Linked DNA regions of Pan troglodytes: region 1 is linked to region 2. The links are chromatin contacts, called in public Hi-C maps. All regions are on one chromosome and are shown on one strand. Each heading gives the region's core, a stretch centred on a gene start, on an enhancer-like site or on the middle of the called end of the contact. The rest is flanking DNA. Distances are from core to core; before and after follow the strand shown. Region 1 has its middle 170 kb from the start of TRIM33. Region 2 holds the start of OLFML3 (olfactomedin like 3).

Region 1 (4,250 bases), core at 1,670-4,169, 370 kb before region 2:
GGGACTTCAGCTGAAGGATCCTGCTGTAGGGCAAGACCAAGAAGTTGAGTGAGGGTCTTGGAAGGCTAAAGTTACAAGGAGGTAGAAACTATCTAGAGGCAGAAGCTATAGGACAGAGAAAAGGTAAATAAGGGAGAGTAAAAGAAGCAGCAGCGAGTCTTAGTTTGAGGAACGGAGTAGACATTCAGGGCTGAGGCCGGCCGCTGAGCACGGTGGAGTGCTTGGCTGGTCCCAAGAGCCACTCCTCCCATCCCAGCTCCAGGGCTTGGAACGTTATGGTCCTGGGTTAGTCTGTAACTCTCTATGCTCCTTGCAACCCAAGTAGCTTAACTGAAACCTATCACCTCTCCTGTGCTACCAAAAATCTTAGGTTGTTGCAAGTCAGGACCGGGCAGCTTCAGAATGGTTGGACCCAGGGGCAGAGAGCAGGCACTGTTCCTACAGTTGGCAACACCTGTGGAATGGTGGCCACGCAGATCCCTGTTTGGCCAGGATTCCTGTGCTCAGGCTGTCTTGGTTCAGCCTGGTGGGGACACTCGGTGCCCAGCCCACAAGGTGGGCCTCCCACTCAGGGCAGTTAGGCATGGCCTGAGGACACCCGAACGTTTCCCTCAGGAGCCTGGGAGCCTGCTGAAGACTGGCCAACAGGCCTCGTGTCTGCTCAACCCATCCTCCCACCTTGCCATGTGTCTGCCTCTGCCCAGCCCCCAGCCCTTCAGGCTCTGAGCCTCCTCCTTCAAGTCCGCCTTCATCCTGAGTTTTCAGGAGAGACACGTCTCAGGTGTAGGCACAGGGGAACCATCCCTGAAGGACAAAGAGAACCAAAGCAGTTTTGACAAAGAGCACTCAGGAAGCTGAGAGGAAAAACATTCGAGATGGCAGATGAAAGATGTTATGTGAATGCAACACATTAGAGTGGTTATGGTTGTCAGAAAAAAATAATAAATGAGCAAATTTGAAAGCCAACTGACTAAAGTCTTTGAACCACACCACATATACCAGTAAAATACAAATAATATTGGATCTTGAAATATGTACTCTTTCCTTTAGTGGGGAGTCTATTATTAGGTAGAGCTTCCCAGAAATTCCATAGGGTCTTCTCTATTTCTTTAGTAAAAACACCATTTTGTAATTATTTGATAATTACAATGGATTCATTTATTATATTTCCAAGTCATCAGGTGTGGCATCTGGGGAGAAGTCAAACAAAGGAAGCTGGGAGCTCCCCCACGGTATGAGGCCCTGTGGAGAGAGGAGGCTAATGTAATATTAATAGAACTGGCAGAGCAGGGCAGCATCGGGAACGTATTCAGGGCCTGAGGCTGAGTGGCTGCCTGCAGAAGCTGCTTTGGGGTTCCTAAGGCAGGTCATTCAAAGATGACATTCCCTTAAGAAATCATCAGACCACACCTCTCAGTTTGGGGCTTGGAGAATGCAGCTCCTGAGATGGGGTCTGCAGGTCATGATGGGGAGAGGAGTGGGATGGAGCTCAGGGCTGGTTTGGGTGGAAGCTCAGTGCCCAGGGGTTGCCCGTCCACGGCAACGCTCACACCCAACACAGCACCTGGTGCCTTCTTCTTGGCAATGGCCCTTCTGCTTTCTGTACAATCACAGTCCAGAAGCATTAGAGCTGCACGAAACCTCAGAGATGCGGTCAGTCGCCTCCTCAGGGGAGGCACCCAGGGCTAGTGCCCTGCCTAGGGTTTCATAGGTGGTGGCAGGCCCAGGCCCAGAACATACATCTCCAGACGCTGGTCTGAAGTGCTTGCCATCAAGCCTAGTCCTACATCTGCTGGGACCCCAGTGCTGTGGGGAAGGGATCTGGTGCTGTGGGGAAGGGATCTGGTGCTGTCCGGAAGAGATCTGGTGCTGTCCATACCCATCCGCGTGTAAATGTTGTGTGGCTGGTACAGTTTAGTAAGGAAAGTGTCAAAGAAAGGCAGTGTGAATATTGGTCTGCGAGTTATCAGCGAGCCAGTAAGCAAAGAACTTGGGAGGTGCGTGCTCTCTCTCTCTCTGACACACACACACACACAGACACACACACACACACACACACACATAGCAAATTTCGGGAGGCAAAAAGCTGTGGGATTGGAGTTGGAGAGCTCAATTTCTGTGAGATCTTAATGAGATGGTTCTGAGAATCTTCAAAAGCTAGACAATTACAAGACACTGGCAATTAAAGTTTTGCAAATACCTGAGGGAGAATACTAGCTCAGGCCCTCAAAAGGTAATCACCTGTCCTGAGCAGCCAGGACCGGAGGGTCCTGGGCCAGAAGACCCTCAGGGCAAGGGGCCGTTGCAAAGACGATCATGACCGTGATTACCGTCATGATTGTTATCCTCGGAGAGGGGCTGCCTGCCACAGGGAATGTGCGATGGTTTCAATCTGAAAACAATCCCTGAGCTGCATGTTCAGGTAAACTCATGCTCTAGAAGCAAGGTGCTGTCGTGCAAGTTGCTGGCACAGCCTTCCGCAGCCGTCTTGCAATTCCGGGCTGCACCCGCGAGGGCTAGCGTCACGGTCCCTCTTCTGAGGCGCGCTGGCGCCCTCTAATGGACACTGACGAACAGGACGCCACGGCGCTGCTGAGGCGCGATGGCTGCGAGGCCGCTAGGGGCGCTGCAGGCGGCACAGACTTGTGGAGCCGAGTGACGCGGCCGCCAGAGGTTTGGGCCGATTTTGGAGACCGGTGATTAGGTTTCTTTCTGCCTGATTCAGTCCTGCTAAGTTAAAACGTGCAATAATCCCTTATTGCCAAGGCACACGTTTCTCTGTGTTTCAGGGGTATCAAAAGCATTTGCTAAACAAGTCAAACCCGTCGTTCTTTCGGTCTATTCTATCAGTGCCTGGAGAGGAATCTGGAAGAAGGAGGTGGAGAAGGGAGGAAGGGCGTGGAGGATGAAGACGGCCTTGTGTTCCCCTGGGCTGGCCCGGCCCTCCTTTCCCAGAGCTTTTCCCCCTCTCGCCGTCACTCCCGGGGGCCCTGGGCCAGGAGGGAAGGCGGATGGAGGGGGGGATGGGATCCCAGGGGAGGGTCTGGATGCGCGCCCCCCCCCTGCAGGGCAGGTGACTTCGGAGGCGCTGGAGCCAGCGGAGCGCAGGCCTGTCCTGCAAGCCGACCCTGCGGTGGGAGGAAAAGCGGTCTCTCGGGGGAAGGCTCCTGGCAGAGGCCTTTCCCTTGATCTGCTCACTTGGCTCTTCTGGCAATGCGGTGCCCTTCGCAGGCAACTTTCCAGGGGTCAGAATCACAGTACGCCAGCCCTGGTTTACTCCCCACAAGCGTCTCAGTCCATCACTCTGCTTTGTGTTGTGCTTGCTCTGAGGCCCAGGCTCATCCTGTACAGGCCTCATCCAGTAGCTCAACATCTGTCTCCATTCCCTCTCCCTGTCCTTTCCCCAGAACCTCCCACCAAGAACGCTGGTCTCCTATTGCTTTCACAATAGGTCTTGATGGCCCAGAAAACCCGAGCGCAAATCTATGGCATCCAAAAATGGGTTCCCCATTACTCCAGGCAGGGGAGGGCTGGGTCTTTAAACACCCTGGAGGTGAGGGGCATACACGTGTGCCTTCCTGCCTTAGAGTAGGCGGAATCCTAAGACATTAAAGAAAAGAAAACAAGACAGCTGATTTCTGAATTAAGCCGGATTAAAATTCATACTAAGCTGTACTATTAATTTAAAAAGCTCTTATTTACGGTCTACTAGACACTGGGCACTTTAAATTCAATAAATTATCTCTCTCTCTTTTTTGTTTTTGTTTTTGTTTTTTTGTTTTTGTTTTTTTTGAGTCGGAGTCTCACTCTGTTGCCCAGGCTGGAGTGCAGTGGCGCGATCTCGGCTCACTCAGCCTCCACCTCCTGGGTTCAAGCGATTTTCTTGCCTCAGCCTCCTGAGTAACTGAGATTATAAGCACGTGACCCCATGCCCCATGGCTATGTTTTTTTTTTTTTTTTTTTGTATTTTTTGCAGAGATGGGGTTTCGCCATGTTGCCCAGGCTGGTCTCTAACTCCTGACCTCAAGTGATCCACCCCCCTTGGCCTCCCAAAGTGCTGGGATTACGGTGTGAGCCACCACACCCAGCCTAAATTTAATAAATTCTCACAACAAGCAAGTTAAGTACTGTTTTCTCTGTTTTCTACATGAGAAAACTGGTAATCAGAGAGGTTAAAGACTTGTGCAAAACTACACAGCTCTCGATGTCAGTTGAAATAGGTAGGTTATGCTGCCTTAATAAATAGCCCC
Region 2 (4,519 bases), core at 1,254-3,753:
GGCGTTCTCGGGGGTTATAGCGGAGGCTGGCATGGGCACCATATCTGCGGGGAAAATAAGGGAGTGCTGCCCGTTCAGGGGTCAGGGTGCCGCTGGCATCAAAGGAGCACTGGATGCGGGCCCGACTGGCAGGACGGGTGTTATAGACGACATAGAGGGTTCCACAGATGACAAAGGCAGCCTCAGCATTCTCTCTGGGGCATGGTGTGTCCCACTGCTGCTCTGTGTCCAGTGTCTGTGGATCTAACTTGGCCAGACACAAGTGCCTGTCATCCTCCCGGGTGGCATAGACAGCCCAAAGACCTTCCTCATCAGCTGCCAGGTCGATGTAGGTGTCTGCTGTCAAGCCGTAGGGGGGGATCAGTCCCTCTGCTGGGAATACTGAGCTGTCCACCACTGTTCGGTTTGCCAGGTGGAATTTGATTAGCTGCAAAGTGTTCTCCATCTCACCACCTCCACCAGGTCTTCCAGGAGGCCTCCGAGCAAAATAAAGAAAGCCACCATATACCAGCTGCCCTGTGCCTACCCAGGGGAAGGGCACCCGGACTCGGGAAGCTTTCCGGGCAGCCATGGCAAGGGTGAAGTCACGCAGCCTTGGGAAGACAAAGGCTGTGTCATTCTGTGTCCCATCTAACACGTAGATCTTCTCTGTTTGCCCCAGTGGATCCTTGGTCCATAGACCAGCCGGGCCACCAAATCGCTTCAGAATCTTCATTGATCTCACTTGAGAGATTGTGTAGCCACAGTCTGATGAGAAAAGCACAGGAAAAGGAAATAGAGACAAGAATTAGATGCCTCCAGCAGGAACTCCCCTAGGGTAGGTGATCTGGAGAATAGTGAGCATTTGCCCAGTGGTTGCCTCCACTCTTAGGGAGAATTGAGAAAGAGCGGGTACCACAGCGGCCTGGATCCCCAGAACCTCTCTTTAATAGACCTGGCATTACAGAGGTTTCCCTAAAACAGATTCCAGAAGACAGAGCCACAATGGACTGGGACAAAGCGAAAAAAAGAGTAAGAAGCAAGGAAGGAAGAATATCGGTTCTGAGAGAGTTAGGGGCCTGCTTTCAGATTATTTACCTGTCACCATATCGTACTTCTCATTCCTTCTTCCCTTGCCTTTGGTCCCAGGGCCTCCAGTCACCTTCTCATCAAACTCTACACAGGGCAGAGCTGGGTTCTGGGTCTCCAGATAGTCTACCTCCCGCTCCAGACGATCCACTCTCCCGGAGATGGTGTCGGCCTCAGTTCTGAGTGCCTCCCGCTCCTTCTCTGCCACCTCCAGCAGTGGCAGCATCTTGTTCTTGAAGTCCCGCAGCTCAGCAGCATGCCGACTACTCTGGTCCTGGCACTGGGCCAGCCGTTCCTGAAGGGATGGGGGATCAGGAGGGAGGCTGCAGGGTTACAACTCCCAGGCAGGGAGAGGCCCAACTCGGGAGTCAGGAATGGGAAAAAAAGAGCAAACTCAGCCAGGCTTCAATATCCCCTTCCACTCCTGCAGAAAAGGAAACCAGATGTGCAGAGGTGCTAAATGTGCAAACAGCCTAGCTGAGATTCACCTAGGCCCCTACCCCGACTCCATGTCCTCCAGCCTGTGTTCTCTGTGAGCAGTGCCACTGAGCCATCTGAGCCTCTAGGCAGGTCTAAGCGCATGAAGGTGTGAAGAGGGCTCTGCTCCCTTAGCAATTATCCTCTCGGACACTAAAATGCTACAGATCTCAACCTGTTAAAAAGACAGGAAGTTATAGATTCCCTGGGAACCTCCAACTTCAACAGAATCATCACCTTCTCTGGAGATGCAGCCCCACAATCTTGGCTCTCGTTTCCACTCTGCCCCCTTATTCTATCTAATCCCAGAGGTAAAACGCAAAAGTCGATTTGCTTTGGAATTGTTCTATGTGGGGTAAGAGGAGGGCTTGTCATTCCGAAGGTCCTTTTATTAAGAGAGAATTTTCTGTAGACTCTAACAGAGCCCTTTCTTGTTATCCCCAGATCCCTAACAAACTGGTTGAACCAATAGCCCTGGAATCCTTCTAGGCTGGGCTAGAAGAGAAAGGGGTCCCTCACCTCTAAAGCAGCTAGTCGGCGTTCCATGTACTCCACAAGGTGGTGCTGCTGTCCTTGGAGGGGTCCCGACCATGACAAAAGGAACAAGATGAGGAGAGGGGTGCTGGGCCCCATGGCAGCCTGGAGAGTGGTGCCAGAGTAGAAGTAACGTACAGTCAGCCTCTTCCCCTCAAGCCCGAGGGTTAGCTTTGGAGGCGGGGTGGGGGCGGTGCCTTCTCTCCTTCTGATCTCTGGGTCTCTCTCACTACTCTGGAATGCTTTCAGTCTCTTTACAACCCCCACCCCCTCCTCTCCGCCAGGATTGATCAAACACAGATGGCCCCATTGCACAGCAGCCAGAAGCCTTAACCACCTCCCGCCTAGGCTGTAGGCTCCTCTGGAGGGGAAAGAGATGGAAACCCGAAGGCAGAGGCCTTCCAGGCAGTCAAGCAGGGAAGCTAGCTGCAGAAAGCAGAGACCCCAGAGAAAACTCAGCAAACGCCATTCCTGTTTTAGGAAAGTTTCACCAGTGCTGACTTAAGAAACTGACATTTTTCATTAATCCTTCCCTTTCCCTGCAATAGAGTGGGTTGTTTTCAGCCTTGTTCAGTAGAAGCTGGGAGCTGGGGAGGTGAGGCTTGAAGGGAGGAAGCAGGAAAAAAATGGCCCAAGTGGTCAAGCCCAACTTATTCTAAAGCTCATTGGCGCCACCTTGTGCTAAGCAGCTGGTGTCATCTCTCACGATTAATACAGAAACTAAGGCTTAGACTTCACCCCATGAGGAAAATATTCCACAAAAGCCAAATATATTGAATTTACAGGGGTTTTCACCACTAAAATGCATATTTCCCCCAAGACTATCCAATTACTACTTTGGGGGCTATGCAAATATCTGATTTAGCCCAAGGAAGAAAATATAACTGAGATTAAAAAAAAAAAAAAAACCAGGTCACTGAGAAGTTAGTAAATTAACTCGATCGTCTGGAAGTTAAGGCTGACAGCAGCGCTGTTTTACATGGCTTTCCTTTGCTTGAAAGAGGCCAGATATAGTCTCTCACCAAAACTGAGGAGTGTTCAGTGAGTTCACACTAATTTACTATACATTCATGTATTGCGGGGGGGCGGAATCTGATATATATATATGTGTTGTTGCAGTCTAGATCAATGTATTCTGACTTCCTTACCACTGGGAGAAAAGACTATTGGTTATTTCTCTTGGTTGTGGTCCAAAAGGGTATTTCTGAGTGTTTCTCATTTCTATATCCCAACTAAGGCTGCAGGAGCCCAAAATGAATTAATGGCCACCATAAGGTAGACTTGGCCTGACACACGAGCCGAAAAAAAAAATCAAATAGAGCATTTACTCAGAGACCTGCAGTCATTAATTGAAACAAACCCCTATTTCTTTATCGGGAGAAATTCTATTCACTTTAGAATCAACAGAATCTGATAAGAGAGGTTCCTTCTGTAAAAAGGACCATGCCTCTAACAGTACAGTTTGAAAGGAGGGGAAAAATAGCAGCTTCCTGTGGTTACTCATCTTTTCATTCTGCTACTGCTATTTGGCAAAATATATGAGGAAACAAAGCTTAATTAGCCGGTCTCAGAAGTCTTCTACCTCTTTCAAAGGGTCAGATCCAGATGATGTGAAGTAAGGACCCTGGACACTGCATTCTTGGGAAGTATTCCCTGCCAAACCCTATTCATTTCCAGTATGGAGATTTGTATGAAGAATGAAATTGTCTCTAGTACTCTACTGATGTTCAAATACAATATGCTTAGCCACTTTCAAAGATGTCATTTATTGATCCCCTTTATATCCTATAACAGAAGTCAAAAACAGCCACATAAGTCAGAAAATTTACCCATTTTATTGATGCATTGCAATTGCTCTACATTTTACCATATTATGTAGAAAATACTGAAAATACAAGCTACTTTGTAAAACCAAAGACAAACATTGAATCCAAAGATAAACTATGTTTTACACAATGGACCCTTTTCCCATAGTTAGTATTAAATTTTAAATATCTATTTCTTTTGTTAAAATGATTATTTTACATACTCCCTAAGTACATCTGCATTACAAACATAGCTCAGTAATTCTCAGAAACTATCTGTTTCTAGAGGCTTGTTGTAAAAGAAAGCGCACAACCAAAAAAAGGGAGAAAGCAAAAGTTTAAATCGCACACAATAACTAGCATATCAAATACATTTAATAAAGTAGGAATTCCATTGCAATATCAAGGATTCAAAGCAGAAATACTAACATTACATATAATGTACATATAATGTACTGCTACATGTAGTGAGATTATTTTTCAAGCTGAATTGAAACCGCACATTATATAAAGTTTAGCAACAAACAACCATGTAGACATGCTGCACCATCTATCAGTTAAAAAAAAAAAAATCAAAATAGGAAGCAGGCTCGGGCCACTCCTGTCACTGAGAGGCAATTTCATTTCCTATCCTA

Evidence for each region. A called contact is a pair of places that touch in the nucleus more often than the background predicts.
Region 1: a Hi-C map of induced pluripotent stem cells shows a contact between it and region 2, with 1.9 times the contacts expected there. The contact joins the enhancer-like site here to the promoter of OLFML3 in region 2. A contact is called at or near these places in 3 of 7 Hi-C or Micro-C datasets (induced pluripotent stem cells and stem cell-derived neural progenitor cells), 1 of 1 datasets of contacts at active chromatin or transcription factors (stem cell-derived excitatory neurons) and 1 of 1 other capture datasets (stem cell-derived neural stem cells).

The regions. Positions count from the first base shown.
Region 1 is chr1:111,573,755-111,578,004 of NHGRI_mPanTro3-v2.0_pri, reverse strand. No RefSeq gene overlaps it. Among named protein-coding and RNA genes, the nearest start is that of TRIM33, 170 kb to the left of the region's middle. Within about 2 kb of position 2,919, at least 10 of the 24 cell types and tissues checked have an H3K27ac peak or open chromatin away from gene starts, as enhancers often do. A contact at or near this core is called in induced pluripotent stem cells and stem cell-derived neural stem cells, where this site is marked.
Region 2 is chr1:111,205,401-111,209,919 of NHGRI_mPanTro3-v2.0_pri, reverse strand. OLFML3 (olfactomedin like 3) reads right to left here and starts at 2,503. Exons shown (of 3, transcript XM_514400.7): 1 at 2,065-2,503; 2 at 1,078-1,363; 3 at 1-747. The coding sequence starts at 2,178. HIPK1 (homeodomain interacting protein kinase 1) reads right to left here. Exons shown (of 16, transcript XM_054669397.2): 16 at 3,896-4,519.